2 separate regions of the Zea mays genome follow, and region 2 is linked to region 1. Evidence: chromatin contacts called from public Hi-C data. All regions are on one chromosome and are shown on one strand. The core of a region is the stretch at or near the end of the contact, and the rest is flanking DNA. Distances in the headings are between cores, read along the strand shown.

What was found. A called contact is a pair of places that touch in the nucleus more often than the background predicts.
Region 2: a contact with region 1 is called in a Hi-C map of leaf, with 2.6 times the contacts expected there. The contact joins the enhancer-like site here to the promoter of LOC100275352 in region 1. A contact is called at or near these places in 3 of 25 Hi-C or Micro-C datasets (ear, leaf and tassel).

Annotation. Positions count from the first base shown.
Region 1 is chr9:101,742,727-101,747,628 of Zm-B73-REFERENCE-NAM-5.0, reverse strand. It overlaps LOC100275352, which reads left to right and starts at 2,363. Exons shown (of 1, transcript NM_001149447.2): 1 at 2,363-3,274. The coding sequence starts at 2,588. The coding sequence ends at 2,914.
Region 2 is chr9:101,968,515-101,973,416 of Zm-B73-REFERENCE-NAM-5.0, reverse strand. No RefSeq gene overlaps it. Among protein-coding and RNA genes, the nearest start is that of MIR171n, 4.6 kb to the left of the region's middle. Within about 2 kb of position 1,961, at least 1 of the 20 cell types and tissues checked has an H3K27ac peak or open chromatin away from gene starts, as enhancers often do. A contact at or near this core is called in leaf, where this site is marked.

The DNA of each region.
Region 1 (4,902 bases), core at 1,114-3,613:
GGCTCGATATATCGGGTCGTGTCTGGGTCGTGCTTTTTTCGTGCTTCGGGCCGGCCTATCAGGCCCCGCCCAAATGTACACCTATAGTCAAGGGTTCTAAGTACTTAATAATCGACGGAGATTGAAATCCCACATAGATCCCCACTTTCCTGTGTAGGCCCATGGTTGTTCTCTGAGGTGGTGAGATTGGAATGTATACACAACATCCAAATTTACGCAAATAGGAAATGCTTGGAGGATTTCCACGTACCATTTGTATTGGGGAAGTAGAATGATATGCAGTAGGTCGTAGTTGTATAAGGTCGGCAGTGTGCAGAACTGCATGACCCCAACACGACGAAGGCAATTTGCAATTCATTAATAATGGTCTTGCGATGAGTTTAGTCCGCTTGATTAGTGACTCAGCCAAACCATTCTATTCTGGGTGTGGACATAAGGTACCAAGTGTTGTACTTGAATACCCAGCGCCATACAATAATCATTGAATGCCTAATATGTAAATTCAGCAGCATTATCCATCCGGATTGTATTAATCCGATGTTTAGGAAAATTTGTCGTTAACTTGATAGTTTGAGACATTATCTTGGCAAATGCATGGTTGTGTGTTGATAATAAACACACATGTGATCATCGTGTAGATGCGTCAATCAATACCATGAAGTACCTGAACAGCCCAGAAGTTGGTATAATTGACCCACAAATATCGCCTTGAATTCTTTCAAGGAATTTAAGCGGTTCAGTTTTAATTTTGAGATGTGATGGTCTCAAAATCATTTTCCTAGTTGCACATGCAGTGCAAATAAAATCTTTAGATTTGGGGAAAAAATTGTAGGCAAATTATGACCAATAGAATTGCCTCTGATTTTCTGCATCATCCCGATGCCTAGATGACCAAGTCAATCATGCCAAATCTGGAATGGATCAACATTTTGGAAAATCACCTTATATGCAACATGTGCAATGGACTTAATGTATATATAGTACAACCGAGACGTGAATAATGGAATTTTCTCGCATATGTGTTTGCCATATTTGTTCGGCTTGGTCCAGAAGAAAAAACTATTCTTGATTTTCATCATGGGTTTCAATATGAAATCCATTCTACAGGATATCTCTAAAACTTAGGAGGGTACAAGTGTAATCAGGATACAATAATGCATCATCGATAACAATTCCAGTACCCATGGGGAGGGTAATAGTTGCTCGTCCAGAGCCAACTATCACCGCATCGTGTCCAGCGATGGTCAAAACTTTTTCATCTCTCTTTTTAAGAGTCTGAAAGTATTTGATCTCCCTAAATATAGAGTTTGTGGTACAACTGTCCACAAAGCATAATTCCTCCCCAGTCGAGTTGACATCATTATGCATCTCTCCTATCGATTTGGAGGCCGCTGCCTCCGTTCTTGTCATAAACAGTGAGTGTTATTCTACTTCTCCCTCTGTTCTCGCGAGCTCGTGCTAATAACATATTAGAGTTCAGTGGTAACGAGAGTAAGAAGTGACAGAGATAATGACAGTTATGTTTATTGCAGGGAACATCCTGATATATATATATATATATATATATATATATATATATATATATATATATATATATATATATATATATATATATATATATATATATATATATATATATATATATATATATAAGTGACAGGAGTCATCCCTAAGAGGTGTGTTCCTTAGAGATGAGTTCGTCGAGCCCATTGAATTGGTCACCATATCTTGTAACGTGTTATTTTGTAACATTTGCTACGGAGGAAGAAGACCAACAGCCGGCCGGGTGTCGCTGTCGTCGGCCGTGTAGATAGATGTCTAATTTGGTAAATGGAATGCTGAGGCACCGTGTCTGGTCTGGTACGTGAGCTATAATAGTGACCCAGCAGTCCACGCCACAACCCACGACCAAACAAACTGATCGACCGAGTTCGTCAACCTCTCTCTGTCTGTCTGCGCTGCATGTCACGTCCGCGTCGTCCTCCACTCTCGGGAGCGCGGAATTTCTCCATCGCGGTTCTAACTTCCACGCGCGAGCTTCCAACCGCGCGGCCCACCTCACCTGGCGGGTAGAGCGAGTGCGTGCCGCCTGCGCGGGCACGGCGACCGCTCGTACACACACGCCGCCCCCGTGTGTCGTTTCCACGACGCTTCCCTTCCTAGCTAGCTAGCTCCCTCCTCTGCCGCCGGTCATCAGATGAGATCACCGGCCCGGCGGGCTGCTGGTCTACTGCCGGTTTCCAACGACGCCACCGGTGACCGGCCGGGCGTTCGGTCAATGGTGGCCGGCAGGAGCCCAAGGACCCTCTCTACGCTACTGAGCTGTGGCTATATAAACCCCGAGAACGCCACGGCTCGGGGTGGGTGCAAACCAGGCGCATATATACATAGTCGTCGATTGTCTGCACTACCTAGCTACCTGGCAACATAAACACGCACGTGTGTCAGTGTGTGTGCTAGTGCTAGCTAGGCTCCTGCTAGCAGTGTCGTCAGAGTGCAGCTAGCGCAGAGAGAGACGGGTACGTAGCGTAGCGTTCCTCGACGACGACTGGTCGGTCGAGACTGCGCGCGCGCCACGGCCAGCAGAATGGCGACCAAGCTCATCATCATCGGCAGCGCGCGGGCGCCGGCGGCTGGAGTCGTCGTCGGCCTTCTGCTCTTGACGACGTGCCTGTTGCTCGCGGCGACCGTCTCGAGTGCCAGCAGGCCGCTGAAGGTATCGTCAGAGGGCGATGATGGTGGTGCGCAGCAGCATACGGTGGAGGAGTCGCCGCCGGTGGGTTACATCCAGACGGTGGTGGTGGTCAGGGCCGCGGAGCAGGACGGCGGTGCTGCAGCAGGCCACAGGTTGATGAGCGTCGACATGCTCGGCGGGATCAAGAACTCCGGCCCGAGCCCCGGCGACGGCCACTAGGCGCGCCATCCCGTACACGCCGGCCGGCCGGCCCGGAGTAAGTGACAGGGCCGGCGATCCCTGTCACCCTGTCACCCTGTGTGCTGGTTTCAGATTTCAGAACACACGGGAGGGAGCTAGTAGGCTTTAGATTAATGTCGATCGTCGGCAGTTCGGCACGACGGGCTCTTCTTTTTGTTCTTTACTAAGGTTTCGGTAGTGCTGTCTTATGCATGCATGGCAAAGTAATACAGTAGCTGGTAGAATTATTGCAATGTAATATGAAAAGTAAATATATACGTTGTATTGTATGAAACTGAACCCATGTACATAAGCTTAATCATTTCTTACTCATATGCTCAATGCAACTCAACTATAGTAGTGGCGTACGGATTTGAGATGCAGCACCACCATACGGAACTCCACATTCCAAGGTAACGTAACGTAACGTCGGTGAGGACTTTATGGTCACCCCAAGAGTTGGAAAGAAGACCCAACGGTTGGGCAACGGGTCAGAGATCAGTAAGTACTTCAGTAGTCGACGAGCTGGCGCAGCACGCCACAGAACGATTTTGACCAAATCCTCGCGTGCTTTGACCTAGGCATTCGTACGTCCTATCGTATCGTACTCGTACCTGCGTGCGTGGCCTTTCATGCTGTTCTTTCTAAGGTTCCGGGGTCTTTTTTTTTTTTGCAAAGTTTTACCGAAGATTACACCAACTCCCAGCAGATAAGCGCAACCAAAATTAGAGCTTAAGTCCTATGTTAACTTATGACAACTTTTCTTTGGAAAGGGAATAGTCCAGAATTTTGCAGTGGGGGTCATTGCTTGATTAACTGGGCCACAACTTGTCTGCCAAAGAATAGAGGGGTCTAGGAATTCTAGACCTGGAGTGTTTTGCAAGAGCGCTAAGACTAAGATGGTTGTGGCTACGGTGGACGGTTAAAGAAAAGGCATGGGCTGGCATGCCATTACCATGCGACAAGGTGGATGTAGATCTTTTCAATGCTTCAACAATTGTGACTATTGGTAATGGGAAGATGGCGGATTTTTGGGGTTCCAGTTGGATTGAAGGGCAGGCTCCAAAGAATATGGCACCAAATCTATACAAGAAAGCAAGAAGGAAAAACATCACGGTGTTCAAGGCTCTTCGAAATAATTACTGGATTCGTTTCTGCGCGCCGTTCACTCGGGAGGAGGAAGTGAGAGAATTTGTCTCACTTTGGCTTTCAATCAGCAGCACACACAACCTCAATGATCTCGATGACACCATTTTTTGGAGATGGTCGGCAGATGGGAACTACAGTTCAAGTAGTGCCTACAAAATTCAATTCGCAACAAACTTCTGTAAAATTAAAATCAATCCCATTTGGAAAGCAAAAACTGAACCAAAGTGTCGTTTCTTTGCTTGGACTTTGTTGCACAACAAAATCTTAACTGCTGACAATTTGCAAAAAAGGGGATGGCCCTGTAATCATAATTGTTCTCTTTGTTCTTTGTCTCTGGAGACAGTGACTCATCTTTGTAAGGATTGCCCCTTCGCTGTGGAAGTGTGGAGCATGATTTTGTCTTGGGCTGAGCTGCGGTTCCTTTTCGGTATTTCAAAGACGGGAACGCTTAGTGAATGGTGGTATAGACTGAGGATGCTCTGTAGCAAGCATTCAAGAAAAAGTTTCGATGGTCTTCTAATTTATTTCTGGTGGAGCTTATGGGTGGAGAGAAACAACAGAATCTTCAAGGGTCAACAGAGAACGACAGAGCAAGTTGTGCAGATGGTGAAAGATTTTGTGAGTAGAGGTATGGCCTGCTAGTAGTGTCCGGGGGTCTGGGCAGGGGGTTAGTTTTTTCCCCCCTTTTCTGGTGCCAGTGTCATAGCTAGGTCTTGCTTGGCTAGTTGTTTTTTGTGGTGGCGCCAGCTTTGATGCCAGTATTTGTACAATGTTTACTCTTTTCGTCTAATATATTGGAAGGGCAATTCTTGTGCCTTTCCCTTTCAAAAAAAAAAACT
Region 2 (4,902 bases), core at 712-3,211, 230 kb before region 1:
CGCCGTTCGCCCGCCTCACCGCCGCCCGCGCCCCACCGTCCGCCCGCCCACGCGCCGTCGTCCGCCCGCTCGCCTCCGGTACGTAAGTTTATCACATGTTTATTAGACTTGTAATGCCACACATTACATGTTTCCTAAGTCATTGTGACAGTGCATTTGTTAGACTTGTAATGCCACACATCACATGTTTAATGTGTTGTACCTAAGTTTATCCAATACGCTATCGCTACAAACCCACTCATGAACTCTAGACATAGAGTCCCTGATTTAGGGTACTAATGCCCTAGTGGGTCTAGGAAAATAATTCTGTCTTGTGGATAGAATTACACTTAGTAGCAATAAGTCTATTGTTTATAGGAGAGAGCTTGGGCCCCAAGGGTTTGAGGCCCGATGTTTCATATTAGGCGATGCCAGGGACCTTAGGCACCAGGAGCCAACAGAGGGCCCCAAGCGACTAAGTTTTAGTCACTCTATTTTATTTCATTTTAGTCTCTAAATTCACAAATATGAAAACCAAAATAGAATTTATTTTCTATAATTAGTAATATAGGTACTAAAGTGGAATAAAATTGAGTGACTAAAAATTAGTCCCTATAAACCAAAATCCCCGTAGTATACACAGTTTCTTGCTTGATTCTTCTAACCTATCCACAAAATATGATAGATACGTCTCTTGTCAAAAATTTCGAGATAGGGTTTCTTTTGGTTTAGTTTTTTACTTTGGAAGAGTTTTTCGTTGTTGAATTTTTTGCCATTTCGTCCATGGTTTCATTAATACTACCTTCAATTAATTATATATAGATTGTTTTAAGAGGTATTAATTTATTTTACTTTGACGAAGTTTATAGGGAAAATACCAGCATATGCACATCAAAATATCTGTGTTTTGATTTTGAACGGAGGAAGTAGTACTGAACCTGTGTTCATCAAATTTCTAAGTAATATACCAGCACAGATTCTTTATGTTTTGTACACATGTTAGCATTACCGACTAGGTATTATCTATATTGATTTCCATATTAGACAAAACCTATATCACAATTTCATGAACTTTATTATAGAAATACAGATATGCATGGGACACTTTGGTATACTATCTAGTTGCATATGCCGCCCCTTGATTGATACAAATAAAAACAATTGCCACAGTAAGCTGAGATATCAATATTAGTGGAAGTGTCGCCTGTGATTCTTGTGCTCCTGACTCGAATTAAACCAAGATTGATGCTTTATCGATGTTGCTGGAATAAGAATAAAGTTTTTTTGCCGTTAATCTTTGCTTACTATTATTTGTCTTTCTTTTGGATTTATATATATATTAATTTAATGGAGTGTTAGCTTACTCTCCTTTATATATGCCACTATACTGGAGAAGGGATACCGTCTCGCTCCGGCGTGCATGCAGTGACATACAATGATCTATTCTTAAGAGGGCCTTCAACAATACTACATCTCTTCTCAAATATTTGTACTCCACTAGTTTATTTTTGAAATAAACCGCAATAAATAAAAAAAGAACGAATGGAGCAGTAACTAGTTTTCTTTTTGTTGGGGTTTATTATTAATATGTTGCATAAAATATGAAATGTTGGAATCAAATATAGTTACAATCTGTGCAGATGCTTGACTTGATTTGCAAAAAAATAATAATAATAACTTGTTTCGTGTGAGTCGTGTTCTAGTTTTTTTCTACAGGACTAAAAAGATGGAAAACAACTTATTTTTTTAGTGCTAACAGCTAATCTAAAATATCGTTATCTCGTTTTTGTCGAATTTATCTGTCACCTTCCTGGAGATAATGATGAAGACTATTACCTTGCAATAATTGCATTTTTTTCTGAATTGTTTTATAATAAAAGAGTGCCTGCTTTTTAATGTAAATCTTGGCCTCTGTTGTGCCCTTATTTCTTATTTATTCTTATTTATCATTTTTTTCTGGTGCTGGTTGTTTCTTCCGTATTCAAGGAACATAGGAAGAGTTATCATTAATGAAAAAGATGTTTGCAGGCCCGATGCATGATTACTTTCCAGTGTTGTATGGAGCATATATCATTTTCTCCATCAAGTTGTTTTCAAGCAGGACCCTATTTTATAGGGCTTTTCTCCATCATCGACTTTTGGTGAAGCTCTATCAAATGATTAAAAAGAAAACGGCTTCACCTAAAAAGCACCAAAACAGCTTACACTGCTAGCTAGTAAGAGGGGCGAGTGGCTTCTCAAGCTAAACCCTCCTCCAAAAACCATGCAATAATGCCCTAAAAAACTATCCATATTTTGTCAAACCTTTTCCTAAATACCTTCAACTCTACCAAAAAGATCTCATTAACTAGAGAAACTAGAGCCCAGCAAAGCCAAGGCTAGAATATATCGGTTGGTCTAAAGTATGACGACTTCAAGAATATCTTTAGCTGTGTGCAGACCACACTTATGCGACCCTGATATGGCGAAACAAGATGAATATGTTTATTTGAGTGGTGACACACAAGAAGCAAAAGTCGATGAACATGAGCATATACTTCATATTACGACATATTTTTATACTCCCTCCGTCTCACAAAGGATGTCGTTTGACTTTCTTGAGGCCAACTTTGATCAGTTTGTCTTATTCAAAATATTTGTAAAAATATAGAAAACTTTAGTTTATTGTTAAAGTAAATGGTATGATAAACTAAACCGTAATGAAAATAAATGATAATTATGAATTTTTTTGAATAAAATGAGCAGGTCAAACCTAATGTTAGAAAAGTCAAACGACATTCTTTTAGAGACAGAGGGAGTATAACTTATAACTTCAATGCATGCCAACAAAAATGGCCCTCATCTATTCTAGTTCATTCACCTTTCTCTGGTCACATGAGTATTGGCTATAGGGTTTGGGAGATCTCTCTAGACAACACCTATATGGTCCTTCCTATTAGAGCTACTTCCTTCCAAGTGAAGAACCATGATGCAAACAACAAGGCCCATAACGATTTGTTCTCATTCTCGCTTTCTGAGTTTGATCGAGTTGGATATCTTGGTACTACTCACAAGATCTGTCTACCCTAGAGAAATTCAATGAGGGTAACAATCATATCAAGATCAAGCTCTTTGAGATGTACTAGTGAGAGTACGAGAACTTTGTTTATTTTCTCAGGAAGTCTACTGTTTTCATGGTTTCACGCTTCTAGATGATCTTGAACAAGATGCACAAACAAGGTAGCTACCCTATTATAATCATGAGATATATCTCAAGTTGCTTAACACCCTAGATCAAAAGGTTTGGGAGGTGAAGGTCTCAGCTATCATAGAGTCGCCAAACTATGAGACTCTTTCTATGGATGAGCTATTCAACTAGCTCAAATCCATAGAGATTGACCACCAAACTCGGGCTAAAATTGAGAATCCTAGCACACCCATCATGGTACTTGTCTCAAGTCGTGATCCATCTTTGCTTAAGCCTTCACCTGCTATATGTTCACTTTGTCCTCTTTGTTGTATATCTTAGAGGAGTAGGTTGAGTCTCTTGGAGGTGAAGAATTGGTGTTTGTTGCTAGTTGATTTGTGTGGTTTCACAACAACCGTATGAACTAACAGTGTGGTGGAGGCAAGGAGGATTGCTTCAAATATGGCGACCTTGTCCACTTCATCGTCAATTGACCCAAGTTGTGGGCAAGCAAGAGACCGATAAGCGCGAGTACCACTCTGTCAGTTTGTTTAGCATGTTGTTTGTGTATCATTTGGTTTTGCGACCTATAGAATAAAGCATGTACAAAGACCCCTTTCATCCCTCACATCCCAGACACATTTCTCACTTCTTAAATAGAAGGCAGATTGAAGTTCTAAAAAAAGCTTCCTTTGTCCCTCCTGCTAATCTCTTCGAATCTCAGGACAAGATTCTTGTAAAGGGGAATAGATGGTGTTGTGTGTTGTTTAAAGTGGTAATCTCTAAAGAAACCCTTGAAGACAGTTTCGATCAGAAGTTGTTCTTATGGATGTTTTCAAAGATAAGCAAGTAGCTTGTTATTAAGTGGGGTAGAGTCTGCTACCAAATCATCAATCTCAATTATCTCGAGTTATAATATATGAAGAACATAATATCGATCTATTTCTTTCCAAAATATGCTAGATCTTAATTATTTTGTCATCTCATAAACCTCGAAACAACCTTGAATATCAAACTTTGTCTTTCTTGTTATTCTATACCGATTCTCAAACCTTTAATCATATCTTATAGGTCACAAATTAAGTGTGATGACCAAGATTTTAGATTTATCTTTCTACTTTATCTCTAGCATCTTCGAATCTCAGGACAAGGTTCAGGTTAAGTGGGATAGTTTATCACAGTCCGAAAATTCTATTTGAGGTTATGAGTAAAAACACTAAATAAAATAAACAATTTAATGTTTCTTTGTAAAATTATTAATAATTAATTAGGGTGTCAATAATGTAAATAGTTCAAGATGTGATTTGCTCATTTAAAAAAATATTTGATACAACTATTGAGCTCATGCCCTTGCATTAGTTTTGTCTTGTGAAACTAAATTCCTAAGATTTGATGAAACCATGTTTTGGCTCTCTTCTATTTTGAAAACAAAACCTCAAAAGAATTCTATTTAGAAAACTAGTTATAAAACTACCTTTAGTTTTGGTTTTAAAAGGTGGTAAAATCTCTACTACTCTATAAGCCTTCACCGTAGGCGTCCACACCCGTGCGCCAAGTTCTGCCGTGTAATCCTCTCCTGCTGCTCCTCATCGCAAAGATGAGCTCCCACCACGCCTATGCTGCTCTCAATCACCTCCCCCACCGCACCTTCCCCCACAATCTGCACCTCCCCACCGCCCCATTCCATCCATGGCGGTCGTCGCAATCCGTGCAATGAGGAAGGCCTCCCCCACCACGCCCTTCCATCCATGGGCACT